Linked DNA regions of Mus musculus: regions 1, 3 and 4 are each linked to region 2. Evidence: chromatin contacts called from public Hi-C, HiChIP or PLAC-seq and promoter capture Hi-C data. All regions are on one chromosome and are shown on one strand. The core of a region is the stretch at or near the end of the contact, and the rest is flanking DNA. Distances in the headings are between cores, read along the strand shown. Region 1 overlaps Emp1 (epithelial membrane protein 1). Region 2 holds the start of Fam234b (family with sequence similarity 234, member B). Region 3 holds the start of Apold1 (apolipoprotein L domain containing 1). Region 4 holds the start of Gprc5a (G protein-coupled receptor, family C, group 5, member A).

Region 1 (7,001 bases), core at 1,939-4,438, 190 kb after region 2:
TGCTGGTATTTATGTAAAGGGACCATTACTAAGTGTATTTCTCTAGCATATTATGTTTAAGGGACTGTTCAAGGTAGGTTACTGAACTGCCGGGCTGATGTTAGAGACACTGGCCAGAAAAGCTATAATAAGTTCTTAAATTATAATTTGATCACTATACATTTGTTCTATGCTGCCTTATGTTCATAAGAATATCAACAGACAGCTAGAGCCAGAAAAAGATAGTCACATTTTGTTAAAAAGTTGAATTATGACTGGAGTGAACCGTGCATTCCCTTGCCTTTTACTTTTTTTCTGTGACATTTACGTCTCATGTAATTTGCATCGCATTGGTGGGTTATTCTAGTACTGTATTTGGCTTCTTCATTAATAGGATATTTCACATACTATAATTGTAAATATTTTGATACAAATGTTTATAACTCTAGGGATATAAAAACAAATTCTGATTCCCTACATTGTGTGACTGTTTTCTTTTTCAAAAGTGTGAGATAATATAGAGAATGGTGACATTTATTCCTCCTCATTAATTTGCCTGCTGGTTTGATTTGGTGAACTTGACATTTATTTGAAACATTAAGATACTTTCTGGTAAAACCCTAAGGATTTCTCTAATAATTATTTCAGGCAGCTGAATGTTAGCAAATATAGCTTTGCCTTGCTTTAATTAGACCTCGTAGGCAAAAATGGAATTTCATAAGCTAATAGATTAGAAAGGGGTTGTTATCGTCTTAAATAAGAGTAGCTTATGACATTAAGAAATGAGGCACTTCTAAAGTTTGGTTGAAGTAGCCAGCTCCTTTAATGTGTCTTCTCAGTTCACAGTGATGCACAAAGGGCTGGGATAACTGACTTCTGCAGAAACCTCCTATGTTAACTGGGGCTATCTCTGCATGGGTTCAATGAAGGCAACAAGATTAACTCCTTTATGTGAGCTGTCAGAGCTGTCATTGATGGCAGAGAGCAGGTGGGCATTATGTATCATCCCATCATCATATCAACACTGGTATGACAAATATGGTTTATTGATTGTCTTCTGGTCCTCTATGGTCTTGCACTAAAAACAAAACAAAGCAAAAAAACAACCCTAAACAAAACAACACACCAAAAATATACTATGAGAGGTTAAAGAGATGGTTCAGTGGTTAAAAGCACTCGTTGATCCTTGCAGAGGACTCAAGTTCAGTTCTCAGCACCCATGTGGAGGCTCACAGTCATCTGTAACTTAACTTCCAGGGGATCCAATGCTTTCTTCTGGCAAAATACTTACACCATAAAGTAGATGAGTATTGGGAAATACATCATCAAACTTGAAAAATTACTCTGCAACTTAAAAGGCTAAAAGATGGCTTGGCAATGGCCCAGTGGGTAAAGTGTTCACTACACAAGCATGAGGACCTGAGCTTGGAGTCCCAGAACCCATATTAAAAAGGTGCAATAATGTGTGTCTGAACTCCAGTTACAGGGGGTAGAGACTGAGCTTACTGGTCAGCTAGCCTAGCCCAATATGTCCAGGTCCAGAGAGAGGCCCTGTCTCAGAAAGAATGTGAAAACTAATAGATCATCCTATTTTAACCCCTGTTTTCCACATATGCTTAAATGGATGAGTGTACACACACATACTATACACATGCATACATACATACATACATACATACATACATATATACATACATACATACATACATACTATATACACAAACACACACACACACACACACACGGTTTTTGCATATTTCAAATTAGCAGATCAAATGGCATTGATTTTTATAATGCCTTCTTAGAGGCCCATATGATATCCTTTTTGTTTATCTCGTCTTCTGTGTGTGTGTGTGAGAGAGAGAGGGGGGGGAGAGGGAGAGAGAGAGAGAGAGGGAGGGAGGGAGGGAGGGAGAGAGAGAGAGAGAGAGGGAGGGAGGGAGGGAGGGAGGGAGGGAGGGAGAGAGAGAGAGAGAGAGAGAGAGAGAGAGAGAGAGAGAGAGAGAGAGAGAGAGAGAGAGAGAGAGTTAGTTTATTGTGTAGCTCTGGCTAGCTTCAAACTTAGAATCCCCCGAGCTCTGCCTCTTCTGAGTGGTAGGATTAGAGGTGTGTCCCATCACCCCTGGCTGCCCATAAGATGCCTTACGTTGTTTTTAGGATATTAGTTCTCAACCTGTGGGGTGTTGAACAACTCTTTCATAGGGTCACATATCAGATATCCTGCATCTCAGATAGTTACATTATGATTCGTAACAGTTGCAAAATTATAGTTATGAAGTGGCACCACAATAATTTTGTGATTGCGAGTCACCACAACACAAAGAACTGTACTGAAGGGTCACAGAGTTAGGAAGGCTGAGAACCACTGCTTTAGGACATCTTCATAAAAGGTCTACTTCCCTCACTTAGAGCTCCTACCATGATACAACCCCTTGGTTCGCTCTTCTGACTGCCCATCCCTTCCTCAAAAGTCTTTAGTCACCAATGAACACCCAGACCCACCCAACATGTTCTTCAACTGCAAAGATATCATCTTCCATTTCAAGAATCTAGTTGGTCATCAGGGTGTCTTCGGAGAGGCCGCAAGAGGGCTATCAAGCAAGAAACTCATGCAAGACTCCATACAGCAATTCACACCCCAGAGTGACTTCCCTATAGTATTTTCTCTGAAGACCTGACTTTCTCCAGTTCCTCAGTTGATCAGATGAGGCCCACCCACCCCATGGATGGCGACCTGCTTTGCTTAAACTTTACCTGTTTAAAAGTCATTTTCATCCCAAAACATATTCCTAGAGATACCCAGAATAATATTCGGTGATGTAGTTGGATACTTTGGCCCAGCCAAGTTGACACATAAAATTAGACATCACTGGGTTATCTTCTAGTCAAGGCCAAGGTGCACTGGCTTTCTGTTTTAGAAATAATTTAAAGAAAGCTTAAACACCAGATGTTTCCATGATTTCAGATGACATTTAGTTCTGTGCAGAAGTGAGATAGCAAGACATGAGAGTTATCTTGCAAAATGAGATTACATTCTGAGAAAGGGCAGGACGTTGTCAGATTTCCACATATAAAGGCGGTTAATAAATATTTGAGCAATTAAACGTCTTGGATAGAATTGAATTGAATTGAAGTGATTAAGTAAATATGCAGGTGACCTTGGTCTAAGTGAGGCATGTGGAGAAAGGTGAGTCATTGAGATCTCTCTTGCCATTCCAGAATGAGGCCCACAGGCACAGGGAAGTCATTCACTGGGGTGATAACCCAGGTGCCACATGGTTAATAGGTAACTCTGTCACTCTGCTTTGGATTTACTCCTGATTGTCCCTTTGTAAAACCCCTCTGGCTTTTAGGCACAGAGGACAATTTCTCAGGCGCCTTTGGAAGTAGGCCTGTGGGAGTTTAAATCATGCGTGTGCAAGGCTCTGTATTCCAGCAACACAAGAAGCAGTTTTCTGTGTCTGCTAAGGAAAAGCCAGCACATACCACCAGGCAGACGAAATGTCTCTCAGGAATGTTGCAGTTGAGTTTGAAATAGCCCCATTCTGGAGCACAGAGGGAACGTGGGCAGTGGTGGGGAGTAAGGTAGAAGGAAGGAGGCTTGCTGGAACTTTTTGTTAGTGGTGTGACTTGTTGAATCGGTTGACATTTGAGAGGAGAACATGTCTCACAGCACACAGCAGGTGGTGACATGGAGCCCATGGGAGGTGTTTTCTACCTGGCATTATTTTTTTTAACAGGCATAGAGAGACCCAGATGTGGGCCAGACATGTGACTGTTAAGACATGTGTTGGTAAACTGCTAAGCATGGTTGCCGTACACACCTGCTGGGGACATAGAAAAAAAATCAGATGTGCATCCTTTTCTCCCTCTAGCTTCCAATTTAGACTGGAAATAGATCTCATCCATAGATTAAAGTTAGCTAGAGATTTGGGGAAGGAGGCTCGAGGGTATGGGGCACTGTTAGCTCAGGGAAGGTAGAATACCTTCTTGGTTCTCAGTCCTTCTTCATGGTTCTGTCCCACTTCAGCATCAGTGAGCTGTGCATTTTGTTGCTTTGAGATAGGACCTTCCTATGTAGCCCAGTCTAGACTACAACATGCAGTTAGTAGTCTTTTGAGTATTGGGGTTCCAGGTGTGCAGTGTTTTTCAGAATATGATAGTCATTTAGTGAATCGTAGCTATGAGAACCTACAAAGTGATCTGCCAGAGACATTACTGTAATAAGAGCTAACTGCGACAAAGCAGATGGCGAGGAAATGCAGACTGTTGAATTCTTAATGACTTAATGGGTTGGTACAGGCCAGGAGGTGTGTATATGCCTGCAGTCCCAACACTAGGGACACAGAGGCAGAGGAGAGGCAGGAGTCACAAGTTTGCCAGCCTGGCCTGTAGTAGTTGAGATTCAGGCCAGTAAGGGTTACATAAACAAGACTATGTTTCAAAATTCTCCTAGAATTTTTTTTTCACTTACTGTCTGGGCTGAAATGATTTTTTGGTAATTTATTTTGGAAATGCAATGTATTTTCAGTGGGATAGGATTTAGTTTAAATACCAGACTGTTCTGTTGCTCTTCCAAGCCCTTGTGTCTTGGAAAAGCTGCCTGTGTCTGCTAAAGGGAGGGTGGAGAGTGAACATGGGTCTCTTGTCAGAAAAGTCTGCCTTGATTATAGCAAGGAAGTAGTGTTTAGTTTTCCATTAAATATGGAAGGACATGGCACTCAGAGCGACACTGTCTGGATCAAGGTATCTCCCATCTTTCATCTGTTTGATAGTGTAATTTGGGTATTCTGAGGCTGGCACTTCTTAGCTGCCTCCCTTGTATTAACACATGGATCTCTTAAATTCAGATTATTTCAGCATGTTTGAATGACATCATCTCCTCAGTATTATAATTTATAGGCTTTGAGCATTATGAAATCTTGAAATTTTTAGTTTTTGTCTTCTGAAACACACACACACACACACACACACACTTTTCTGAGACAGTATCTCATTTAGCCCAGGATGGCTTCCAACTCACTACATAGCTGAAGCTGGACTCCTAATCCTCCTGCCTCCACCTCCTGAGTATTGGGATATGAACCAACCCCTCTCAGCTCTTATCTTTACAGTTTTTGAGGTGAGTCAAAATTGTACCTGTTTTGAGTCTTTTGCAATAGGTCTTGAGATAACTAGTTATTGCGACATTAAGTCTGAGAGTTATAGCACTTGCTTTGTTGAGTGAGTTGGATGACATTAATGAATCTGACATTTAGTCATCCTGTCTTAAAAAAACATTAAAAGCATTTGGGCAGATTTCTTCTCAGGAACCAAGCTGCAGAATTCATATCAGCACAGCATACCAGAAATGACTACTAATATCTTTCCCTGGGGTAATTCAGATTCTGCCCATCTCATTGTGTTTCATACTTGTCGGAGCCTCTGGAGAGGGAGAGAAAAGCGGCATGCAGACAATTATTAATTGTTTGGTGTAAGCTCAGCTCATTTCAGCCACCTGTTCCCTGACCTTGGACCTGGCCTCTCATTTCACAGTACTGCTCGTCCTGCTTCAGGAGGCTGCTTGATGCTCCCTTCTTGGTGCGGCCACCACCGCTACTTCTCCCATGTTCTCTTAGCTCTCAGGGTGCTCCCTAGACTCGCCTCTCTCCCTGCATCTCCAACCTTTCTCCTTCTGAATGTGTTCTCTTGGGGGCCAAACACACTTATGCTCTTCCTATTCTAAGCCAAAGGAAACAGATGAAATTCTCTCTCTTCCTTTTACCTTAAGAAGATTCTGCTTCTTGTCAACTCCTTTTCCTGCAGGTTTCTCAATATGTGGGTGAGTTCTGCTTCCCTGGGCCCTGTCCTGACCTCGCGTGCAGCTGAGGAGCACAAGGAACACACATAGAGGCCTACATACCACATGTCTAAGTATTAAGAAGATCGGAATCCAATTTAAACTGCTCAGGGACCTTGGCTTTCTAGGAGAGGAGAGGTGCTCCCAGGAACATGCTATTGCTGGCCTCTGGCTCTCAGCTCAGCTTCTTTATGGCTCATATTCCTGTTTCCTTCTTCAGCTCGAGGGACTTAGGGTGCATGTATGTGCATGCCCCGTGCCCAGTCTCTACCCTGCCCCTCCCTGCAAAGGAGTGTTCCTCCGTTGGTTGTCCTCCGAGCCAGGAGTGTGCACGCTGTGAACTTGTTATGTCTGCTATTTCACACATCGAGGAAACGTCCTAGTAGTGGGTGTGGTGAGTGGTGACTGGGCAGGGAACTTTGGGTCTTAGGCCATCAGAATATAGATAGGAAGGAGGTGGCAGGTTGAAGGTACATATAGTCCTTTAGCCTGACTCCTTGGACTTCGTGTTCCTGGGAGAGTGTGGCTAGAGGGTTGGGAAGAGGGTTGGAAGACCAAGTTTATGAAGGCATTGCCTGCCTGCCTCCTGGTCTTGCAGTCTCTCTCTTTTGTGTGCGTCTGCCTCAACAAATGACCTTTATATTATATGTAACATTATTTTATATGCAATAAACAAATAATAAACGAGTCAATTAATTTATTTAGTTATTTAATTACATCTCTTTGTGTCTTAGGGATAGTGTCTCACTCTGTAGCCCTGGTTGAATTTGCTCTGTTCACCAGAGGCTAGTCACTGAGAGCCACCTGCCTCTGCCTCCTATGTGCTGAGTGGCGATTGAGCAGGGAATTTTGGGCCTTAGATTACTAGAATACATCCTGAGATTAAAGGTGTACATCACCATACCAAGCATAATTGTTTTCTTAAGGCTTGACCAGCAGTAGCTTTCTTTCATGTCTGATGAAAATTCTTAGATGTCAGCCTCGATCCCCATCTAAGTCTTTTAGCCATTTTATCTCTGCATTTTGTACAGGGGATTTGCTTGAAGTTCATATAATTAATGATCTCCCATCTTGCAATAGATTCAAAATCTGCATCTTGACCCAGGTTATCCTTCTGGATCCGGACCTTTGAGAACTACCAATTCAGCTGGACCCATGGGGTCCTTATGTCTTTTCCCTTTGA
Region 2 (7,632 bases), core at 61-2,560:
CTCTGTCTCAAATAACAGCAATAAGACATCAACCAGAAGGACACTAGGTTACTGACGAAACATTAGTTGTTGGTGCTAAGTGTTTTGCACGTTTATATTCGACTCTCAGAACAACTCTTGTGGAACAGAAACGGTTTATCAGCATTAAGCAGACGGTGGGGAGACATGACTAGATAACTGAGACACTCCGGGGTCAAGCTAATGCTCTCAGTATTAGCTCCATCTCTTGGTGCCTGTGAGTGAGAAACCAGTCAGCTCCTGTTTGCTGGACCTCGCAAGCCAGGGCAGCAGCAGGTAGAGTGTAAATACTTCCCTGGAAAGAGCTGAGATCAGGAAACCCAGGTCTGTGCCACAGCATACCTCAGACTGCACTTAGGACAGGGAAAAGAGTCACAGGAGCTGTGTGCTTTAAAAGGATGGTGTCGCTTAATTCTCTAAGCAACAAGGCGATAGCATCATTTTCATTTCAAGAGAGCCAGCCAGGTGTGGTGTTGTGTGTCTGTAATTCCAGCACTTACACAGTGAAGGCCGGGGTGGGGGTGGGGGGTTAGGAACTCCAGGCCAGTTTCAACTACATAGCCAATTCAATGCCAGTCTATACTACATGATCTCAATATATAAATAAATAAACAAATAAACCAATAAATGAGTAAACAAACTAATGAATACATCTCTCTCTCTCTCTCTCTCTCTCTCTCTCTCTCTCTCTCTCTGTGTGTGTGTGTGTGTGTGTGTGTGTGTGTGTGTGTGTGTGTGTAAACAGGGTCTCACTATGTAGTCCTGGCTGGCTTGTAACTCTATGTAGACCAGGTTGGCCTCAAACTCAGAGAGGCAAGCTCAACCACACTGAGCCATAGATAAGTAAGTGAAACAAGCAAACAAACAAATCTGGTGCTTGGAAGTGGAAGCAGAAGGATCAGGAGTTCAAGGTCACCCTCACCTACAAAGCCAGTTTCCATTGAGACTCCTGGCTCCAAAACAGATGGACAGACTGACTGACAGACAGGACAGACAAACAAACAAAGCCGAGTCTCAGTGACTTGCCAAGATGGCTCAGGTAGTAAATTGCGCACGCAGGCTTCAAATTCAGTTTGTCAATTCCAAACCCACGCGAACTTCACAGCCCGCGCCTTCTTAAGTATCTACAACCTCATTCTAGGTTCTTCATACACAGGTTGGGGAGAGATGACTTTCCTTACCGGCTGCTGAGGCGCAAGCGACTCAACCTTGGCTCCGCGCCGCACCAGTGACCTGCGACAGTGGGCGCCTCCTCCTAGCTGGGCTCCCGGCAGGTCACACCTTTCCCGCCCGCAGCCCCACGCGCGGTTCGCAGCGAACTACACTTCCCGGCAGGACGCGGCGCGCGCACGCGCACGGGGGCCTCCGCCATGGCGACAGTGCTGTCCAGGGCTCTCAAGCTCCCGGGTAAGGAGTCTGCAGCCCCGCGACCACGCTGTGGAGACCTGGCCTGGGGAGATGAGCGAGGCGAGGCGTGGCGCGGCGGGGCCTGGCTGTTATCTGGGAGGGCTGCAGCGTCCGGGGTAGAGGAAGGGGGCTCCCGGGTGTGAGTCGGGGACCGGGGACGCTCGGGGACACTTGGGGACTCTCGGGGACTCCCGGGGCAGACATTGCTGGAGGTGCGCGGGGCCGGGTCGAAAGTGGAGGGACGAGACGGTTACTGTCAGGTCAGAGCGCATGTCGTCGCAGTCTCCAAGGGAAGGCCAGACATTGGAGCATCCTTCCCTGAGCGCCGGGACTAGCTGCTGCTATCTGGGGCTGGACCAGAGGGGGAGCCGGGGGCTGCAGGACTGTAAGTGAGTGGCCTGGGCAGAACAGCATCCACTTACTGACAGCAGCTTTGCCGCTGTGAGCTAGCCCAGACAGGTGTTCTCCTTCCTCCTGTGTGCAGGAGGAAAGAAGAAAGATTAGGAAAATGGCTAATTGAATCACACGGGATCACACAGCAGGACACTGTGCTGTTTGAATTGCACTGTTTTAACCAAAGTGTATTTATTCTGTCGTTGGCAAAATTTAAACATTTAGGGCTTTCGAAAAATCTGTGGCTCCACTTAAAAAAATTAAACACTAAGTTATAAGCATTTATTGGCTGATCACATAAGACAGGAAGCAGTTATTTTCTCTGCCACGTTAGAAAGGGTCGCTCTGATAGTAAGCCTGAGGCCCTAGGAGGGTTGCAGGGACCTTGTTCTCAAAGAGTTTCTAGTCTGCTACCTTGAAACCGGCCTTGTATTTTAGATAACAAGAGACTCCATGTCTTTAGATCTTTCTCCCCTTTGCTGGCTGCTTGGAACTCTGGAAAGAACAGTGATACGATCTGTCTTGGAGTGTACACAATACTGAAATTAAGAGAGAGGCTTGCTTTCTCTGCAGGATACATTGACTTTGACGAAAGTACCCTGGGTTTTGAATGCTATCTTGTCAAAGGCATTTTCAGCCCTTTTTGTTTGTTTGTTTGTTTGTTTTTAGAGTTCTTGTTTTAGTTCAGCATAGATGATTGCTACTCTCTGAGAATAAAACAGAAAGGGAATGTACCTCGGGGTACAGGCTTACTTAGCACCCACAGAGCCAAGTCCCCCCCCCCCCAAAGCACTGAAAAAAAGAGGTAGTTATAGTCAAGTGGAGGTGGAACAAGAGATAATACCGGGCGAATATGAGAAAAACACAATCCTTTTGTATACTCTTCAAAATAATCATTAAAAAAAAAATAATGGGAGAATAGCTTGCCTGAGCTCTTTTGTGTCTTCACTCTGAGAATGTGCTGCGCACAGAATACTCCTTGGTGTGTTGGCTTACAGTTATCTCATCAGCTGACAGCCTGGGGTGATGGATTCTTGTGTTTGGAAGGCAGTTTGGCCCTAAGGGATGAGCTATGATCAATACTAAGGCCTACATACAGTATCTATATTTCCTGTAAGTGATGTGGATTTTCTTCTTTCTTTTGGCTTGTTTTTCTCCTGGTCTCTCCTTGGCCCTTTCCCTTCACTACCCAAAATATGGTTTGTGGCTTTTCATTAGGTAGAAGTTGCTTTCTCAAAGCTGCTTTTGGATACCGCGTGTAATTGGGAAGATGAGACTGTAGTCCCGGCTGTGTTATCTTAGTTAACTCTCTTACTACTTTCCTGTGTGAAGGGAGCAAAGGGAACGGTGGCTGAGAGCAGGAGAGGGGCTCTGGATTTGACTGGATCCGTTTTGATTTGACTTCTGTGCTGAGGAGCCCCTCCAGGGCTTTGCATTGCTGGGCATGCAAGCGACCAGCTGAGTGGCATCCCCAGCCATGCCCCAGACTAAATGCTTTCTTCACTTGCTTAGCTGCTTTATCTCTTTAAGCGTTCATTTCCTCATCTGCCATAGTAGTGTTGTTCTAGAACATTCTCTACGCGCCATACACTGCTTGGCATATTTATCTCACAGGGTTATTTGGAGTGGTACAAGAGATGGTCGTCCTTTGGAATTTAATTAGCTTCTGACACATTAGCTACAGTTTTGGTCGTTAGTAGCGCATGGGGGTGGCATACGACCGAAGGGTCCATCCAGCAGATCCAGGGACAAAGCTCTGCTGGGGATGCGTTTCATAATCTAAAACCTGTTCACTGAGCTCAGGTTGGAAAGGTGTTTGGCTCCCAGGCCTGGCACGAGGTTAATAAGTAACAGAGGGACAATGTGGCATTTATAAAGCTGGTAGGGCAGCTTATCTCTCAGGTATATGTTTTCTTAGTTTTAAAGTTTGAAGGTCAAACACTGAAGGGACTGTTAAAGCACAATGTTATTGTTGTGGTTTGTTTTATGGCATGTGACTTAGAGAGTCTGTGCCCCTAGATAAACTAACCTAGATTGGGGGGTTATTTGTTTTAGTATAGGTACATATCCCATCGCACGTGTAGGTTACCGTATATGCTGTGGTGCCGGGTGTCACAGGGTAGCACACATTTCAGTGTATCTCCCTAAGGACATTTGGGCACAGCACAGCTGCTTCCCTTCATAGGCATGCTTCCTCCGCACCATGCAGGGACACTTGAGTCACTATCTCAGCCTCCTAGGAGACAAAGCAGGCTCCAGAAAGCTTTTATATCTATGTGTTATGAAACCAGTGTCTTCTCCTATATTCTTTGCAGACATAAAACAGTTAATTACATAAATGTGTGTGAGAGTGTGTATGTGAGCATGTGCTCGTGCATGTGCCCGTGTGTGCGCGAGCATCTGTATGGGCATGTTCATGTGTTTGCAAGGGGCCCCTGCTGGCTGGAGGCATAGCATCCCCTCTGGAGCTAGAGGTACAGGAGCTTGCTTCACGTCAGTGCGAAGGATTCAGTGCAGGTCCTCTGCAAGAACAGTGCATGCTCTCAGCTGTTAAGTCATCTCTCCAGTGCCTCCTTGCAGACATTTCATTGACTGAAAACTGGGGCCTGGGAAGATGGCTCAGTGGGTAAGAGCAGTCACTGTACACACCCGAGGAACTGAGCTTGAATTCCTCCTGGCACTCACATAAAAAGCTGGCCATGACCACACGTGTTCCTGGTAGCCCCGGTGCTGCAGTGGGTAGAAAAGGGAAGATTGCTGGTACTTGCTAGCTTCTAACCTAGTTTAGGTTCAGTGTGAGATCTTTCTCTAAGAATAGAAAGTGGAGAACAATACAACAGGATTCCTGGCATCCTCTTCTGGTATGTGTACACACATCAGCGTATATACATTATACATATACTATACACCTACCATTCTCAGAGACACACACATACACTATACATACATATACACCATCTATATACATACACATACATACACACTGCACATATGTATATACCATGTATATACATACCATACATACATATACACACACTGCACATATATATCATTATGTGTGTGTGTGTGTGTAACACACACCATACACACACATACGAACATACCATATACATGTGTACCACAATTACAACACACACACACTTGTATATACATCACACCTCGCATGTGCATACTACACACACACACACACACACACACACACACACACACACACACACACACCACCTGTGCTCACTGGAAGCAGCAGACTCAGAGTGAGTCTGGGTCCTAGACTGTGAAGCACAGGTTCATGTCTGACCTGAGTATGGCCTAAGGCCAGTCAGGGACTTGTTGTTCTGCCCATTTCTGTTATCTTTCTGTGGATAGAAAAAACCTTGGCCTAGTCAGAATTTGCAGTCTGTAGTAACTAAGATGTTTGTTTTCATACTCTCTGTGTTAGTGTAAATGCAAATATTTATGCTCCGAAGGTTGGTCTGGATCTATCCCAATCTTCTGGGATCTTTAAAGGCAGCAGACAATGGTGGCTCTAGGTTCTGGGGTGCTTACTTCATACTTCAGAGGCCCTGAACTTTATACTGTAAGTTCTTCCCCTGAGGACTTTGTAGTTCTATTACGCTCTTCCCACTATCCATGTAGCCCAGGCTGGTCTGGAACTCACCATACAGCAGAGATCGATTGTAAAGGCCTGGTTCCCTGCCTCCACCTCCTAAGTGTTGTGATCATAGGCATGTGTTACCACAAGTAGGGGAAATTAGCCTAGTAAAAGGTTATAAAATGTGTGTGTGTGTGTGTGTGTGTGTGTGTGTGTGTGTGCATGCACATGTGTGATGGTGGCAAGGGGCATGCATGTGTGGCACACATGTGGAAGGCAGAGGATAACTTGCAAGGTCCTGGGGATTGTCAAGATTGGCACCCACTGAGCCATCTCACTGTCTGTTTTCCAGGCTATCCTCAAACTCTTGAACCTACTGAATTAGGTGCTTCACTGTAGCAGCTGCTAGTTTGCCTTCTGTCATGCTTAGGACTTGATTCCCCCTAAGCCTAGAGGGCATGCTATTCCTTTGCTCTTCTTGAAGTCTTACGGTTTTATGAGAATGCTCAGTGATGGTTATTCTGCACCCGGTTCTCTTTGGGCCCTGGGCTCCATTTATGCTGCAGTGAGGTTTGCCTATCACAGGCGCTCTCTGTCTCCTTTTGCATCTCCTCTAAGTACCAGGCCCATCTTCTTTCCTCTTCAGCTATACATATCTCTGCATTGGTCAGTTTCTTGTTATTTTGTTCGGTTTGAGGTTTTTAAAATTTTAAAAATCACGTGCGTATGTGTGTGTGGGTTTATACATGTGAGTGCAGTGTCTGTAGAGGCCAGAAGAGGGCGTCAGGCCCTGGAGTTACAGGCAGTTGTCAACTGCCTAAAACACATGGCAACTGAGCTCCTGTTCCCTGGGGGAGGCATGTATGTGCTTAACTGTTGAGACATGTTTCCAGCCCTGGATTGAGTGTTTTCAGACAGGGTCTTTTTTTTTAAAGCCGGTTGGTCTGAAATTCACTAAACAGCCTAAACTGGCCTGGAATCCCAGGCAGCCCCCTACCCAACCCCCTGCCGCTGAGTTCTGGAGCAGAGGCGTGAGGGAGGAGGGAGGCGACTGCCTTGCTTCGAACTTACTTGCTCTTTAGCTATGTGGGCCAATTTTCCAAATGCTTCAGCCTCAGTTTCCTCCTCCGGAAAGTGGGAGGCATTTCTGTCTGAAAGCTGCTACATAGTTTCCTGAGGGGAGATATTCAAAGTGCCCAGAAGGAATGGCTAGCTTTGTTAGCCATTTAATTTAGGTAGGTTTGCAGTAGTCATTATCTATGTCAGCTTTCAGAAATATCTATTCTTTTTTGATGATTCTATGATTTTTTTTTTGTTGATGTTGTTGACTTTTTTTTTTTTTTTTTTTTTTTTTTGACACAGAGTCCTAACCATGTAGCCTTTAAATTTATGATTCTCCTGCCTCAGCCTACGGAGTATGGAGACTGGGGGTGCCAGACAGTAAGAATGTCTTTTCTAAATTTGCTTTGTTGTTTCCCCCCCTTACCCATTGTTTTCTTGACTCCTGATAGTTGACTTTTCATCTCCTGAGTTGTGGTTGCTTCTTAGAAGTAGCTCATCTTTTTTTTTTTTTAACCTCTCCTTATTTCAGAAAAGACGGTATTCAATTTTTTGGAATTTACTGGGAAATAAAGTGCTCAATATTTCTCTCACCTGACTGTGGGGTTGGTGTGCCCTCCTCCGGTAGCTGCGCTGAGGGTGGAACCCAGGACCTCAGGCCCGCTGGGCAAGGGCTGAGCTATGTCCCTACTTGCTCCTCCTCCACTGAAGTTTTCTTTTTCTCAGTTTGCTCACAGTATTGTGCTGTAGCCTCTCGGGTGTTTGTAGAACTCTTTGGTGTCTTATGGCGTGAATACTAATACTGGCTCCTTTCTCCAGGCTGCTCCTGTTTGGATGGGGTAGCTGTGTTACTTTGGGTTCCTGGCTGAGTAGGGAGCAGAGTTTGCCAAGGCAGGGAGCTGGGGCAGTTGGAAGCTAGGATTTAAGGAGGATTCGGAGCACAGATCCCCTTCCCAGCAATGCACTTCCTCTGCTGTCTGTGTCCAGGCAGAATGCGGGGCTTAGAGTTGTGCTGAGAGAGCATTTGTGTGCTGGTTTTAAATCTCCTACCTAAGAACTTCACACTTAGCCTTTGTTGCTTGAGTTGTGAAAGTAGGTCTGGGCTCTTTTTTGTTTCCTTTACTCTGTTTTTGTTTTGATTTTAAGACTAAGTGTCACTATGT
Region 3 (7,508 bases), core at 1,237-3,736, 220 kb before region 2:
ATTGTAGTTCATTTCAAATATAGTCAAGTTGACAACCAGGAATAGCCACTACATTACCCCACCAAAAATCCCCCTCCCTATGTTCCCAACTTATATAAGGAAGACACTGATGCCATAAAGTTGGTTCCTGCTTTGATAAGGCTCCTGGCTTGGTGTGTTTCTTTTGGACCGTGGGGCACTCGCCATCCAGCTCAGCCCCGGAGAGAGACCCCGGCAGGAGTGAGGCCCCTCTCCTCTCACCTGGACCTGCTGGCAAGGAGCCAGCTGGTGCTTATCATAGAAAACCCAGTCCCTCTTCTTCCTCTGTGTTTTGTTCTGTTTTCCTAAGGTAGGAACAGTTTGCCACACACCTCTGGCCTGATGTGCCCAAAGTAATGGGGCTAACAACAGGTCATGAGCCAGAACCTCAATGCTATGAGGAAAATAAACCCTTTTCTTCACCCCTGACGCCCTTTACACACACACACACACACACACACACACACACACACACACACACACACACACACATGGACCAGGGACCTGCACAGGAATGGCACCTACCAACAGTGTGCTGGGCCTGTCTATATATGTGTGTGTGTGTGTGTGTGTGTGTGTGTGTGTGTGTGTACATGCACGTGGGAGTAAGAGAATGGCTTTGAGTGTTGTTCCTCATGTGCTGGCTGCCCTTTTGTGGTTGGAGTAGATAGAGCTTGTGATGTAAGCTAGGCTGCTCGACCAGCAACACCACACTTGGCAGTTTTAAATGTAGGTCCTGAGGATTAGACTCAGGCCCCTGTGCTTCCAGGTTTTGCTCTCCAGTTCGGGCTGACCTTGAACTTTGAGCAAACTATGATGCTTCCTTCCAGGTGCTGGGATGACAGGCCTGTGCCACCATGCCCAGCCGTTCTGCCTCTTATCTCAAGAGTACAAGTAGACGCTGGGGCCATTCTGCTCGGTTATGTCTATTCTGTAGGAGCTATAACCAGAACACTTGGACGTGGACTAAATTCTGACTGATCAAGGTCAAGAGCAGCAGGGTGTGCTGCAGGTGGCACTGCTCTGGTAAAGACAGGTTATCCATACGAAAGTGAGGGGCTTAATTGTGTTCTACAATGATAGAGCTGTTGAAACTTTCCAAATGGGGCAGAGCAAGAGGCAAGTTCAATGCCAGTCTGATCTACTTAATGAGTTCTAGGCTAGCCAGAACTCCATAGTGAGACCGCACTGAACAGATGCAAGAGACTCCAAATGAATAAGGGGGACTTTTGTTTCGTTTTGGGAACAGGGTCTCACGTAGCCCAGGCTGGATTCCAACTAGCTATGAATCCGAAGCTGACCTTGAATGTCTAACCCTCAAGCTTTTACTTCCTGGTGCTGGAATTACAGGGGTGGGCCACAGTGATGGGTTTCTGGGTGCCAGTGTTAGAATCCAGGGCCTCCGCGTGCTAGTCTACTGCACCTCCAGCTGGAGACATGAATCATTTAGGTGAAAACCAGTTTGGCCTTTGACGATGGTGTCAGGGGTCCTTTGGTGAGACTGGGTTTCCCAACTAAGCTTCAGCTTCTCCCCTCCCCCCACCCCCACCCTAACTGCTTCAGGGATAGCTATGGGGTGCATCGCCATCTGGTCTGGGTAAAGGCACAGAAAGAAGCTACATTCATTTCCCCGCCTGCACGCTCTGTAATAGATAACTGTTTTTCAGACCCTGCTGGGGAACCTGTAGCTAGAATCCACTCATTTAACCATGATGCAAGCTACAGTCCTCGCTTCATATGAAAACCCCGGAAGCCATCATCTCCCCGCTGCCATGGAAAGTGTATAATTAGCTCGGTGTGCAGCTTGACCCCAGTGATTTTTCTGACGCACTTGGCCCCGCAGTGTGCCCTTTTTGAGACCTCCTGTGTCTTCTCCACAGCTGGAGATGCCCTAAACTGCACGCAGCACTTCCTGTGGGCGTGGTCTTGAATTTTAGGCGCTCCTTGGTGCTGGCTGCCCTCCCTTAATGGGTCACATGCTTCAGCTACTTACATCCCCACAAAGCTCTTTGAAAAGGACCATGAGTGGCTGTATCGATCATAATTAAGTTTTCCGGTCCCTCCTATTTCTTTTTAAAAATGATTTTCTGATGGAGTCCTCTCAAAGAAACACTATAATTGGGCAGCCTGGGGCATGTGGGAAAGCCTCCCCCGATGGCGTCAGTAGCTATTCTCAGGAGAGGAAAGGCAGGGTATCCCCACTGGGAGATGACAGCACTTGTTTCAAGTTGGGGAAGAGCCTGTGGTTCTCTTCCTGCGTTTGGAGGGGAAAGCGAACACACAATATTCATTTCCTAAATACGGGACGTGCTTTGCCAGCGTCTCTTTTTCCAACATGTCATATCCTGGCCGAAGGCAGCAGGGGTCAGGGCAGGAAACAGCAGCTTCTCAGAATGAGACAAGGCTTTCCCAGAGCCGTCATTGGCTCCTGGGAGCTATAAAGTATGCTCGTCCAGAAACAGTCTCCCACTTTTCTTCCTGGAGGCCAGAGTGAAGGGTAAGTGGGGAGTCCGAGGGATGTGTCTGCAATGGGATTGGTGATATCGGGGTCAACTCTCGAGGCGTCATGTATTTGGAGTGACTTTTTCCCAACCTTCTTGTTACCTGAAAACTTCTTACTGGTCAGCTAGATCATGGAGGTCAACCAGGAGCTGTAGGACCTATGAGTCAGGAGACCAGTGTTCTTCTGGGGGCACTGAGAAACATCAGCTGTTGGTAGCCGGTCTCTAAAGGCCTTCATCTTAACCGAGGACAATGAGTTCTGGCTGTGCATGCCGATGCAAGCCTGGAATTCTAGAACTCAGGAGGTGGAGGCCGGAGAATCGGGGGTTTGAGGTCAACTTGGACTATGTAACAGCCTGTCTTTAAAAACAACAAAAACAAATGGAGAAAGATAAAAAATTAAATAACTTCTGCCCTGCTCGTTCAGGTCCGACATGCTCTTTCAGTGACTTATTTGGTGCCTTTAAGAAGTTCTGACTGGTGGAGAGTACAGTGTGTATGAAAATGGGGCTCCCTCATTACCAGGACAGATGGCCTTTTACAGATGAACCTGGTACATTCAGCTTTCTCCCTTAGTCACCTTTTATTGGCTTCAGTCCATCTGGACCCAAGGAAGCCTCCAGTGAGCTGCTAGCTAGCACCTTTTCTTTTTTACCTTGAGACAAATTCTTGTTATGTAGCCTTGGATGGCCTAGAACTCAGTATTTAGACCAGGTTGGCCTTGAACTCTCAATGATCCTGCCTCTGCCTCCCAAGTGCTAGGATTAGAGAGAGGGACAGGGACATTGAGAGAAGGAGAGAGAGAGAGAGAGAGAGAGAGAGAGAGAGAGAGAGAGAGAATATAATGATATAATGAGAATGGGGGGGGCAAGTACCTTGAGTCCCTAGGACACAAGTCTCCACATAATGAAAAGTTTTTGTTACGTTACATGCACGGTTTGCTACTTTTAAGGTGTTCTCTTCTTTTTATTGGTCCTTGTTTGTCAGGAGTTGGGGAATAGAATAGGGTGTCACACCAGACAATGGCTCTACCCCTGAGCTGCATCCTCAGCCCAAGTGTCATTTTGAAAACAGAGCAAAGTCTCTGTTTTCAGAGCATTTACCTGGAGCAGCTTTCTAATAGTCTCCACCTTCCCGTTTAAACCTTTATTTAAATCTGTGGATGGTGTCCATAGATTTTGTTCCCTGGAAGGAAAGCAGAAGACAGCATAATCTCTGTTGGAACGCACAGTTAACGGGTTCTGGGAACTTGTGTGACTTGTCCCAGGCTCCAGAGCCTTTGGAAACTTGACCCATAACCCAGTAGTAACCTACCTCCCTGTTCCCAGTCCTGAGTGGTTTATTTATTCGTGTATTCATTTCGGCAGCCTTGTGGATTGAGTCTGAGGGTTGAACGCTAGGTAAGTGATCTACCATTAAGGCAACACGCCCAGCATAAAGTCTATTAATTATTTGAGGACTCTCTAGAGAGTGCACCGGGCAGCTCTAGCCTAGGGCAGCAACGGGTGCGGAAACTCGGGCTAACTGTGCGTCTATGTCCCTCACAGGGCATGGAGAAGCGGGCGGCCTGGGAGCCGCAGGGCGCCGATGCGCTGCGGCGCTTCCAAGGATTGCTGCTGGACCGCCGTGGCCGGCTGCACAGCCAAGTGCTGCGCCTGCGCGAAGTGGCCCGGAGGCTGGAGCGGCTACGCAGGCGCTCCCTGGCGGCCAACGTGGCGGGCAGCTCTCTGAGCGCCGCTGGTGCCCTGGCAGCCATCGTGGGGTTGTCACTCAGCCCGGTCACCCTGGGAGCCTCGCTCGTGGCGTCGGCCGTGGGCTTAGGGGTGGCCACCGCCGGAGGGGCAGTCACCATCACGTCCGACCTCTCTCTGATCTTCTGCAATTCCCGGGAGGTGCGGAGGGTGCAGGAGATCGCCGCCACCTGCCAGGACCAGATGCGCGAGCTTCTGAGCTGCCTGGAGTTCTTCTGTCAGTGGCAGGGACGCAGGGACCGCCAGCTGCTGCAGAGCGGGAGGGACGCCTCCATGGCCCTTTACAACTCTGTCTACTTCATCGTCTTCTTCGGCTCACGTGGCTTCCTCATCCCCAGACGTGCCGAGGGGGCCACCAAAGTGAGCCAGGCCGTCCTGAAGGCCAAGATTCAGAAACTGTCAGAGAGCCTGGAGTCGTGCACTGGCGCCCTGGATGAACTTAGTGAGCAGCTGGAGTCCCGGGTCCAGCTCTGCACCAAGGCCGGCCGTGGCCACAACCTCAGGATCTCCACTGATCTGGACGCAGCGTTGTTTTTCTAAGAGCATCCTCTACCTATATGGAATGTTCTAGAGTCGTAGCATCCACAGGGAAGTGCTACATGGGTGGAGTGCAAAGGATGATAGGAACTCTTCTTGCAGGGCTTCCGTCAGTCCTTAGCTCCTTGTGTGTGTGAAGGACTTTTCGCTTGTGTAATCCCAACTGAGTATGTGATCCTTTTTGTCTTTGTAGGGATTGTAGACCCAACCTGGGCCGCGGAGCTGACTTGCTCTGCTCTTCCCACCCCAGTTTATCCACTCATAGACCAAATCTGACTATTGCATACTTTCCCAGCATGGCTTCAAATTCACACCTCTAGGTACCCTGAGAGGGAAAGCCACCCGAAGAGTCACTTTAATCCCAACATACTCACCCGCCTTCACTTCTGTAAAGAAGCTGGGGGAGGGGTGAGATGCAGTCCCTGACAATTTTAAATAACTGACCACAAAGAGGAGAGCAACGGCCTTTGAGTTAAACAGTCTTGGACTGATCACAGGCTCTGTCCCCCACCGGTCGTGTGACTTAGCCACCTTCTCTTGCTGAGACTTGGCTTGTTCAGTGACACAGATGGTGGTAAGAACACACCCTGTTGTGAAGCCCTGAGATAAGAAAGGACCTTCAGAGTCACTCTCAGAAAGTCCAGGAAAGACTGGCCCAGCAGCCCAAGAAAGACTATGCTGTGTGCTTGTAAAGCCAGTTACTCTGTCCCCTGTAAACTAGAAGACAGAGCAGCACAGACCCTTTAGAGGGCAGTGTTGCCCATTCCATGTAGAGACTGGTACAGAGGTAATGTGAAGTTACCAGCAAAAACAAACAAAATCAAAAACAAAAAATAAAAACAAAACAAACAAACAAAAAAAACCCCAAACCTCTTTATCCTCTGAAAACTCCAGACACCATATCTTTATTTATTTAAAATTAGTTATTTAATTTCTGTGTATTATTTACATTTGATTTTATTTAACTATAGCATTTAGAAAATAATAAGAATATTAAGGGTCTGAATAGGAAGGGAGTCTGTTAAGGCTCTTTCCAGGAGGTCAGGTTTGGATTTCTAGAGTCTTTTTCCCTCAGAGAGGACTCTCTAGTGTTTGGCACGATCCCTGTAAGTAAGATGGGGGAGTCCTGAGGAGAGAGAGAGAGACTAAACTGATTTTTAAACTGGTAAATGGAGTCTTGAATTGTGGAATATATGAATGATTAAGCCTGTGTGTCCTGAAGGTACTTTGCCAGAAAGCACTTGACTTGAAAAAGAAAACCTATTTAATTCAGGAGTGGAGGAATAGAGACTCATGAAGGAAACATTTAGACCTTGGAAACCTGTCCTATGAAATTCTGTTTTTATAAAATTGTGTTATGATAGAGATCTGTCACATTTTGACTTTGGGGCTGTAAGAAACCTGCTATCTATGCTTAAGAAAGTACTTCTAATTTATTCAATATCTTCCTAAATTATCCTTTAGAAAGAGTTGCAAAGTCTTTGGGACCATACCCAGGAAACCTTGGCTGTATATTTAAATTATTTAATGCTATACATTTGCGCAGCCCCTATGATTCCCAGTGATGGCCACGTGTCTGAGGAAATGTTTTGGCATGAGGGGGAGGGGTGCTCTTTCTATATTTATTTTTGTTTCCTATAAACTGTAGTTGGCGTATATCCTGATTTAATTTGACATTGATGTGGCTTTTTTTTTTTTTTTTGACACTGTGTCTTTCTCTAGGCAGCCCTGGATGTCCCAGAACTCACTCTGTAGATCAGGCTGACCTCAAACTCACAGAGTTTGCTTCTGCCTCCTGAGTGCTGGGATTAAAGGAATACACAGCATGCCCAGCTTGGGTTTTTTTTTTGTTTTTGTTTTTGTTTTTGTTTTGTTTTGTTTTTAACTGCTGTCACTTTTAGACTGCCTGTGTGGGCACTGGAGTATACCTCAGGCTCTCCTTCCATCATCCGGCTGAAGCCATTCCCTGACGCCGTCATGCATTGGTGCTTTGTCTCGGGTTATACTCCTCCATTACCGACCTGTTCCATATAACCCAAAATGGGAATGTTTTGAGTATATAGCAAAGTACTAAGCTTCTGAAGGTTTTATCAGTGGTCTGCTGTGTGCGCATCTGAGAGTGTCTACTTTCCATCCACAGATGGCAGAAGGGTCTAGAGGTTGAGTTCCAGGGCACCCGAGCTACACAATGAGACCTCATCTCAAAAATACAATGAAACAACAAAAACTGAAAGCACATTTGAATAATTCGCTGTTTGTCTGTATTATGAGGGATTAGCTTGGTCATTCTCTTTCTTATGTGTAGGCATGTTGTGAAAATTGGAGGATTTGCCAGGGGTTAGCAAAGTTCAGTACAATTGATCCTAGAGACAAATTGTTTATTTCTTTCATGGGACAGTGGAGTGGGTTTTCCCTTTCGACCGTCATTCTATAAGCAAGCAGGTCGAAAGGGTTTGTGGCGCAAATGAAAAGAGAGAAATAAATGTTAGGGTTTGGAAAATACATGTTTGTTCTAAATGCTGGGGTGTTCTTGTGTTCCTTTTTTGGTTTTACAGTCACCTGGATTGTTTTGTTTCACAGTAAAGGGACCACATTTGGTTTGCATCTTAAAACTCTGATAAAGTTTGGGGGCTGGAGAGATGGCTCAGCAATGAAGAGCATCTGTTGCTCTCACAGAGTTCTGGGATTCCATTCCCAGCA
Region 4 (7,032 bases), core at 501-3,000, 130 kb before region 2:
TTCTCTTCTTGGACTTGGTTGACCTTCATGCCGATTTTGGGAATTGGACTCTGGTTATCAGGTTAGGCAGCACGTAGTTTATTGGCTGAGCCACCTTCCCATCTCCTCTGCCTTTTTGAGTCAGGCTCTTGAGAGTAGCCCCCCCTCCCCCTTTCCCGTTGCCCTATATCACCTATGTGGCTCAGGCCGGTGGCCATCTTCCTGTTTCAGTCTCCCAAATGCTGACTCGAACTGTCATTTGCAGCAAGTCACCTTCAGGTGACCTCAAACTCCTATGTAGTAGAAACTGGCCTTGAAGTGTTTTTCTACCTGCTTCTACCACCCAAGTGCTGGCGTTACAGAGGTGCCCCGCGCCAGGCCTGGCTTGTTACATTTTATTCTTTTCTTTTCTTTTTTTGAGACAGGGTTTCTCTGTGCATCCCTGATTGTTCTGGAACTCACTGTGTAGAGCAGACTGGCCTCCAATTCACTGAGATCTGCTTGCCTCTCCCTTAGGAGTGCTGGGATTAAAGTTGTGAGCCCCTACCATCTGGCAAGATTGTTTGTTACATTTTAAAAAGCATTTAAGGGTGTGGAGAAAAGTGGGTCTCAGCCCCTTGTAGGGGTTAAACATCTTTTTCACAGGGGTCACCTAAGCCCAGTAAAAAGCACAGATATGTATATTAAGATTCATAACAGAAGCAAAATTACAGTTATGAGGTAATAACAAAGATAATTTTATGGCTGGGGGTCGCCATACATGAAAAATTGTATTAAAACTGAACTAAAGCACTTAGAAGGCCTGCTCCAGGCCTTCCCTACTACCTAAAAAGCTTAGTTCCCCCGCTGCCCACCAACGCAACCAACGGGGTAAACCTGGTCCAGTGCGTTGACATTCCAGGACTTTTTGACTACGGAGCAGGCAGGTTTCAGCCGGACTGGCCTGATAATGGATGCGCTGCGGGCCCCTACCTAAGCAGGAGGAATCAGACACCAAAGGCAAATTCCTTCATTTCAAAATTTTATCTGGCGTCTCTGTTCCTATCAACTGCTTTGTCAAACTTTTGGAGAGGTGGTTAAAAGAAAGGCGATATGATCTCTCAGTCAGGCCATGCTAACTTGGCTATGCGACAGTTCCAAGAAGGGCCTTGCTGAAGCGTCTCAACTTTTCCTTGGTCTTTACTCTTTAGCCGCGACTGGGGGACCCACAGGAGAGTGAGTGGCTGTCTCTTCCCATTTAAACTTGGCTTCTCCCTGCTCACCGGAGGAAGGAGTGGGTGATGGAGAGACAGGTGCCGCCAAGGGGAAATAAAGACCAACTTCTCCCACAGAAAGTAACAAAGGAGCTGCCTGGAGCTGCTGGCTTAAGTCTTTGCCCTTGGGGCCCTATAGTGCCCTCAGGGAGGATGGGTGTGGTTCCCTCCAGGAGATGACAGCCAGCAGCGCTCATCCGTAGCTGGGTTCACCGTGTGGCTCTTTTCATAAGGGCGGGAGCTCTGGGACCGACCTGAACACTCGTCGAGAGCTACGCCTGGCAGTCTAGGGTGCTTCCCCCGCAACCCCGCCACCTATTTCATGAGTGACTGTGCTTCTGACGTCAGGGAGGCTTTCAGTTCATTCTCTGGCACGGTGACTTTATTTTCACAACAGCGAGAAGTGCCGCGGAACTGGATTAGGCGTGTCCTCTCCCTCCGCCCCGCCCCCGCCCCTTGTCCCTCGGTTCACCCTCTCCCTCCCTCCGGCGACAGAAGCCTTTATAACCGCTTTGCGCGGCCAAGGCGGGATCCTTGTCCCAGGACCTGCCCAGTAGCCAGGGGTTGAGCGCTCTCGCCTTTCACGCGTGAGTCGCAAGTTCTCGCTTCACCCCGAGCGCCGCGGCGCCCAGGTAAGAGGGGTTTACCCAGGAGCGCGCTCCGGGCCCCAGTTTTAAATCCGGAGAGTGGGGCGTGGGGAGCCTTGGGGAAGGAGAACTGAGACAGTACAGCCCGTGATGGACTACAGCTGGCTAGGAGAAACAGATGAAACCGAGAAAGGAATGTCCTTAACTTCTCTCACCTCTGAATGTGTTCTCTGGGCTAAAACAGAGGGGAAAGACCAATCAGCAAACAGTTAGAAACTGTAGCACAGGCCTGTAATTCTGCACCTGGGAGGTAGATGCAGAAGAATCAAGAGTTCAAGGCCAGCCTTGACTCTACTGTGAGTTCCTGGTCAGCCTGGGCTATATAAGTCTCTGTCTCCAGATACAAAACAGTAGTTTAAAATACCAATATTAAAAGAGAGGTCCGTCTTGAACTGTACTAGGCCCCTCCCACAGGTTCTATGTAGCCACTGGTGGGTGGAAGATGGGCTATGATGCTTTCAACTCCCATCTGAGTTTCAAGGGTCTGTGAATGAATAGAGGGGTAGAGGGAGAGGATGCCAGCCGCTTCCTTCCCAAAGGAGCGAAGGCCGTGGAGGTCAGGAAGTGACTCACCTCAACGCCCCCCCCCCCTTCTCATGTGCGTGTTGTTCCTCCACCCCATCCCTTACTTTTCCTGTTGCCCCAGTCTCTAAGACCCTGTCTCTCTTTAACAAGAGGGGGTGAAAAGCTTGTCTTCCCGGAGGAGAAGAGACACAGGCAGGAGGAGGCTGGCAGATCACATTGAATGGAAAGACAGGAAACAGCAGTTGTTTTTTTTTTTTGTTGTTGTTTTGTTGTTGTTGTTTTTTTTTGTTTGTTTGTTTTTTTTAGACATTCAGGCTGGCCTCGAGCTTGTAACCACCATTCTGCCTCAGTTTGCAGAGTGTTGGGATAACAGGTATCGGTCTCATGGTAGAAGGCTCCCAAATGGCAAAAGCCTGCCTGGAAGCAGGTAATTGAAGGACCATCACCGTGCCTGCCTGCCTTTTCTCCAGGCAAGTGTCTGAGGCTTTTGTTGAAGCCTGGTGAAAGGTTCTCTGGAAACAGTCTCTTCTTTGCTCTTTACTGAAGGAGAATTCTTTAGCCACTTCAGATACAATGGCCTGGGAAGGTGGAGGGGAGGGTGAGGCCAACACTTCACCCTTAGGGGTTTTTGTACTGGCCATCACTGATAGAGAGAAGGAAGGGGAGGGGAGGAAGGGTTGGGAGGTGCCTTAGGATCAAAGAGGGAATGGAGAGGCTGGCCCCCAGGCCCAAAGGGAATGGCCACAGCTGTCTCTGACTTCCCAAGAAAAGGTCTCTACCTGGCTCCAGGCAGCCCTGTGTTTCCTGGTTCTGCAGTCATTTATCCAGCAGCCACCTGCCGCCAGGTCCTTATGCTGAGGAGTCGTAGGCAAGCGTCTTTTCTGTGTGTAGGTCCTGCCTGTCTGTAGTTGCACAGTATCCGTAAGCAGCAGGTTGAAAAAAATGTGCGCCTTCATTCCATTCTTGAGAGGTAATTGAGGATAACAGAGTGTGAAGAGGAATGTGGATTGGGGATTTCTGCTCTTTCTGAAGATCCACAGAGAGCAGGGGCAGTGGGTGGGGGCAAACAGAACAGTTTTTCACTTGAGGGGATCAGAGCAACGCTGGCTTTTGTTTGTTTGAGTGCTCTCTCTCTCTGTCTCTTTCTGTCTGTCTGTCTCTGTCTCTGTGTGTCTCTCTGTCTCTTTGCCTCTGTCCTCTCTGACTCTCTCTCTCTGTCACTGACTCTGTGTGATTGTCTCTCTGTCTCTGTTTCTCTTTGTCTCTGTGTCTTTCTGTCTGTCTGTCTGTCTCTGACTCTGACTCTGTGTGTCTCTCTGTCTGCCTGACTGTCTCTGTGTCTCTCTTTGTTGCTGTGCCTCTGTCTCCCTGGTGTGAACACGCCACACTGCACATCTGGTGGTCAAAGGACAACTTGAGGGAATTAATGGTGTCTTGTGTGAGGAACTTGGGTCCTTAGACTTGGCAGCAAACACCTTTACCATTGAGCCATCTCGCCCATTGGTGTTACCCTTTTAGGAAAGGGACTCAGGTAACCATGGCTGACCTGGAATTCACTGTGCACACGAGGCTGCCCCAGTCAGATCTACTTCTGGTTTCTGAGTGATGGAATTACAGGCCTGAGCTACCCTCTGAAAGCCCAGTGTTTGCATTTTTATTGCTCCCCTACCACCTTTTTTCTTTTTGAGTCGAGGTTTCTTTGTGACCCTGACCAGCTTGTAACCCACGATATAGCCTGGCTGGCCTGAACTCTTGCAACTCACTCTATGGCCGGGGTTGGCCTGAACTCTGCTTCCCAAGAGCTGAGACTCAGGCATGCTCTACCATGCCCACCTTATCCTTACTTTTATAGCCTGCCTCCTTCCCTTCCCTTCCCTTCCCTTCCCTTCCCTTCCCTTCCCTTCCCTTCCCTTCCCTTCCCTTCCCTTCCCTCCCCTCCCCTCCCCTCCCCTCCCTTCTCCTTCTCCTTCCTTCCTTCCTTCCTTCCTTCCTTCCTTCCTTCCTTCGAACAAGGCTTGATCCATTGCCCTGGAGTATTTTAATCTCACAGGCTCAAGTGCTTCTCCTCTTTCACATCTCAAGTGGCTGGAGTGCAGGTGTGACCCAAGGCACGGAATCTGTATGTTTATTTTAGAATTTCAGATCACTCTGTTCTAAACTGCACTCAGTTTTTGGCAAACATGTGTGACCATTTGGATAGATTCCATCTGATAGAGAAGGGGTAGCAACTATGGTCTGTTGTCCAAAGTGGCCCATACGTTCGTTTTCTTCCTTCTTAATGACGAGTTTCATGGGGATCTATTAAAACTCATTTGCTTTTGTATCATTTGTGGCTACATTCAAGTTACAAGTTCATGGCTTCTAAAAGCCCCTGCCCGGGGCATGGTGGGGCATGCCTTTAATCTCAGCACTCCAGAGGCAGAGGCAGGTGGGTTTCTGAGTTCGAGGCCAGCCTGGTCTACAGAGTGAGTTCCAGGACAGCCAGGGCTATACAGAGAAACCCTGTCTCGAAAAACCAGCCAACCAATAAATAAATAAATAAATAAATAAATAAATAAATAAATAAATAAATAAATAGTAAAAGCCCCTGCTACTTATAGCTGCTATACAAAGTGCTTGACAAGTGCAGATTCTGAGAGTGTGAATTCTTTGGTTAATAATGGAGATATGATTGGTATGAAGATAGACAGTGTTTCTGGTAAAGTATCCAGAAAACATTCTCGTGATTTTGCTGGTTATTTATTTTATGTATGGCATCTGCCGAGGACTAATTTAAAAAAGTCTATAGGGGCTGAGGAGATGTCTCAGTGGGTAAGAGAGAGTGCTTGATGCGTAGGTATGAGGATGAGAGTTAGGATCATGAGTTAGCACCCGTGTAAAACCCAGGCCATGGCAGCAGATGGCCATGCATGGATGCAGAGGCAAACAGATCCCGGGAGTTCCCTAGCCAGCCAGTCCAAGAAAACAGTGAGCTTCCTGTACAGAGAGACTCTGTCCCAAGGGAAGAGAGCCATAGAGGAGGACGTTTAGTGTCCTTCTCTGGCTTCTGCATGTTAGCACACAGCCACACATACATGACGTACATACATTTTAACGTCTTCTCATTATGATGCTTTTCTTCTTTACCGTGGTGGATCTCGGATTCATTTTGTTTTGTTGGTCTGGGTTTTACCTTGAACTTGCTGGGAGCCCAGGTGTGTGCCATCACACAGTGATTTCTAGTATTTTATTGCACTCTCTCATGAAAGTCTACTTTATAGTACAGCTTTGTTTGGAGTAAGAGTAAGATGGCCCCACTCTCAGGCACTGTATGAAAGTGGAAAATGGCCCTGAGCCTCGTTCTCAAACTTGTCTCCGTCTGTTTTGGTGCCATGATGATGATGATGATGGTGGTGGTGGTGGTGATGATGATGATGGTTTTCTTCCCACCAATCACTGCCTAGAGACTCAACTCAGTTATGTTAGTAAAGCATTATTCACAGGACGCTGCCATGATGTGTCATGGTTATGTGATGGGAACTGGGGTGGTTACCCGTACAGGGGATCCCGCAGAGGTACTTCCCACCTAACTAATCCTTTTTCAGCTGCAGAAACATTTTTGTGGGACTCCTCCCTTGGAAGAACTCAGCCTGGATAAACGTAGGAGGGTCAGAAAAATGTGCACAGATTCATTTTTAAGATCTCTTACTCCTTTAGCTGGGTGTGGGAACTCATGGATGAGAGCCCATTACCTGGGAGACGGTGTCAGGAGGGTCAGGAGTTTGAGGCCAGCCCTGGTGACACGAGAATGAGACTCTGTCTCAAATAAATAAATCATCCTATTACTCACACTTGAGGAAGTATTCGGCAGTCAATCTTAGTCCAAAATACTTGCTCAGAATCACTGTGCAGAACCACATACAGAGAGAGATGCCAACAGACAGGGGACTCGATCTGTGTCCTCACGGAGCTTGTTAGCTACTGGTGTTAACATATAGTCACTACCAGGCATACAGGAAAATGAGTACTTCACTGTCAGGGCTAGGAAGAGACCGATGCGTTTAGAATGAGGTGGGATTAACCATACTGTGATACAAGTTCCCAGTAGAGGTTATGTTGAGACCAAGCTTTGAAGAAATACATCATTATTGTGAGCAGAAGGGAAGGAAGTATGATTTTGTCTGAGAAGGCCTTTAACAGCCCCAAATTCCTATTTGTATAGAAAACACTCTTGGAATGCTGGGTGTGGTAGTGTATACCAGGAATCCTGGCACTCAAGAGCTGGAGGCAGGAGGATTGTGATTTTGAGGTCAGTTTAGGTTACTTACATATTCAGACCCAGTCTTTAAAAAAAAAAGAAAGGCCTGCTGGTGGTGGCACACATCTTTATTTAATCTCAGCACTTGAGAGGCAGAAGCAGGTAGATCTCTGTGTTCCAGGCTAGCCTGGTTTACAGATAGAATCAGGATAGCCAGGGCTACATAGAGAGACCCTGTCTTTAAAAACCAAAAAGAAAAAGGGAAAAAAAAGGAAGCAAGGGAGGGAGGGAGGGAGGGAGGGAGGGAGAGAGAGAGAGAGAGAGAGAGAGAGAGAGAGAGAGAGAGAAAGGAAGAAAGAAGGAAAGAAAAAGGAGGAGAGAAAGGGGCTGG

What was found. Hi-C and Micro-C count contacts between places; a contact is called where the count stands out from the background. HiChIP or PLAC-seq counts read pairs in DNA pulled down with a chosen protein or histone mark. Capture Hi-C pulls out chosen DNA fragments and counts their contacts.
Region 1: a Hi-C map of extraembryonic ectoderm shows a contact between it and region 2, with 2.1 times the contacts expected there. The contact joins the enhancer-like site here to the promoter of Fam234b in region 2. A contact is called at or near these places in 20 of 39 promoter capture datasets (the 3T3-L1 cell line, 3T3-L1-derived adipocytes, the C10 cell line and 13 more), 3 of 15 datasets of contacts at CTCF or cohesin (CD8 T cells, large pre-B cells and pro-B cells), 22 of 484 Hi-C or Micro-C datasets (the CH12 cell line, the G1E-ER4 cell line, the HPC-5 cell line and 12 more), 20 of 115 datasets of contacts at active chromatin or transcription factors (the 230-238 cell line, the NIH/3T3 cell line, bone marrow-derived macrophages and 11 more) and 4 of 9 other capture datasets (adipose tissue, embryonic stem cells, liver and 1 more).
Region 3: an H3K27ac HiChIP or PLAC-seq map of embryonic stem cells shows a contact between it and region 2, with 3 times the contacts expected there. The contact joins the promoter of Apold1 here to the promoter of Fam234b in region 2. A contact is called at or near these places in 3 of 39 promoter capture datasets (the C10 cell line and embryonic stem cells), 4 of 115 datasets of contacts at active chromatin or transcription factors (embryonic stem cells and pancreatic cancer cells) and 3 of 9 other capture datasets (adipose tissue, liver and pancreatic islet).
Region 4: a promoter capture Hi-C map of pancreatic islet shows a contact between it and region 2. The contact joins the promoter of Gprc5a here to the promoter of Fam234b in region 2. A contact is called at or near these places in 2 of 39 promoter capture datasets (both in liver), 2 of 115 datasets of contacts at active chromatin or transcription factors (embryonic stem cells and pancreatic cancer cells) and 3 of 9 other capture datasets (adipose tissue, liver and pancreatic islet).

The regions. Positions count from the first base shown.
Region 1 is chr6:135,382,718-135,389,718 of GRCm38.p6, forward strand. Emp1 (epithelial membrane protein 1) reads left to right here. Exons shown (of 5, transcript NM_010128.4): 5 at 1-456. Among named protein-coding and RNA genes, the nearest start is that of Emp1, 23 kb to the left of the region's middle. Within about 2 kb of position 3,189, at least 33 of the 459 cell types and tissues checked have an H3K27ac peak or open chromatin away from gene starts, as enhancers often do. A contact at or near this core is called in the NIH/3T3 cell line, a colorectal cancer cell line, extraembryonic ectoderm and 1 more, where this site is marked.
Region 2 is chr6:135,196,677-135,204,308 of GRCm38.p6, forward strand. Fam234b (family with sequence similarity 234, member B) reads left to right here and starts at 1,311. Exons shown (of 13, transcript NM_028982.4): 1 at 1,311-1,425. The coding sequence starts at 1,389. Gm36533 (a long non-coding RNA gene) reads right to left here and starts at 1,348. Exons shown (of 2, transcript XR_869506.2): 1 at 1,200-1,348.
Region 3 is chr6:134,979,515-134,987,022 of GRCm38.p6, forward strand. It overlaps Apold1 (apolipoprotein L domain containing 1), which reads left to right and starts at 2,487. Exons shown (of 2, transcript NM_001109914.1): 1 at 2,487-2,515; 2 at 4,068-7,322. The coding sequence starts at 4,071. The coding sequence ends at 4,811. It overlaps Gm36428 (a long non-coding RNA gene), which reads right to left and starts at 4,131. Exons shown (of 3, transcript XR_003956531.1): 1 at 3,624-4,131; 2 at 2,623-2,880; 3 at 2,384-2,541.
Region 4 is chr6:135,063,912-135,070,943 of GRCm38.p6, forward strand. It overlaps Gprc5a (G protein-coupled receptor, family C, group 5, member A), which reads left to right and starts at 1,751. Exons shown (of 4, transcript NM_181444.5): 1 at 1,751-1,864.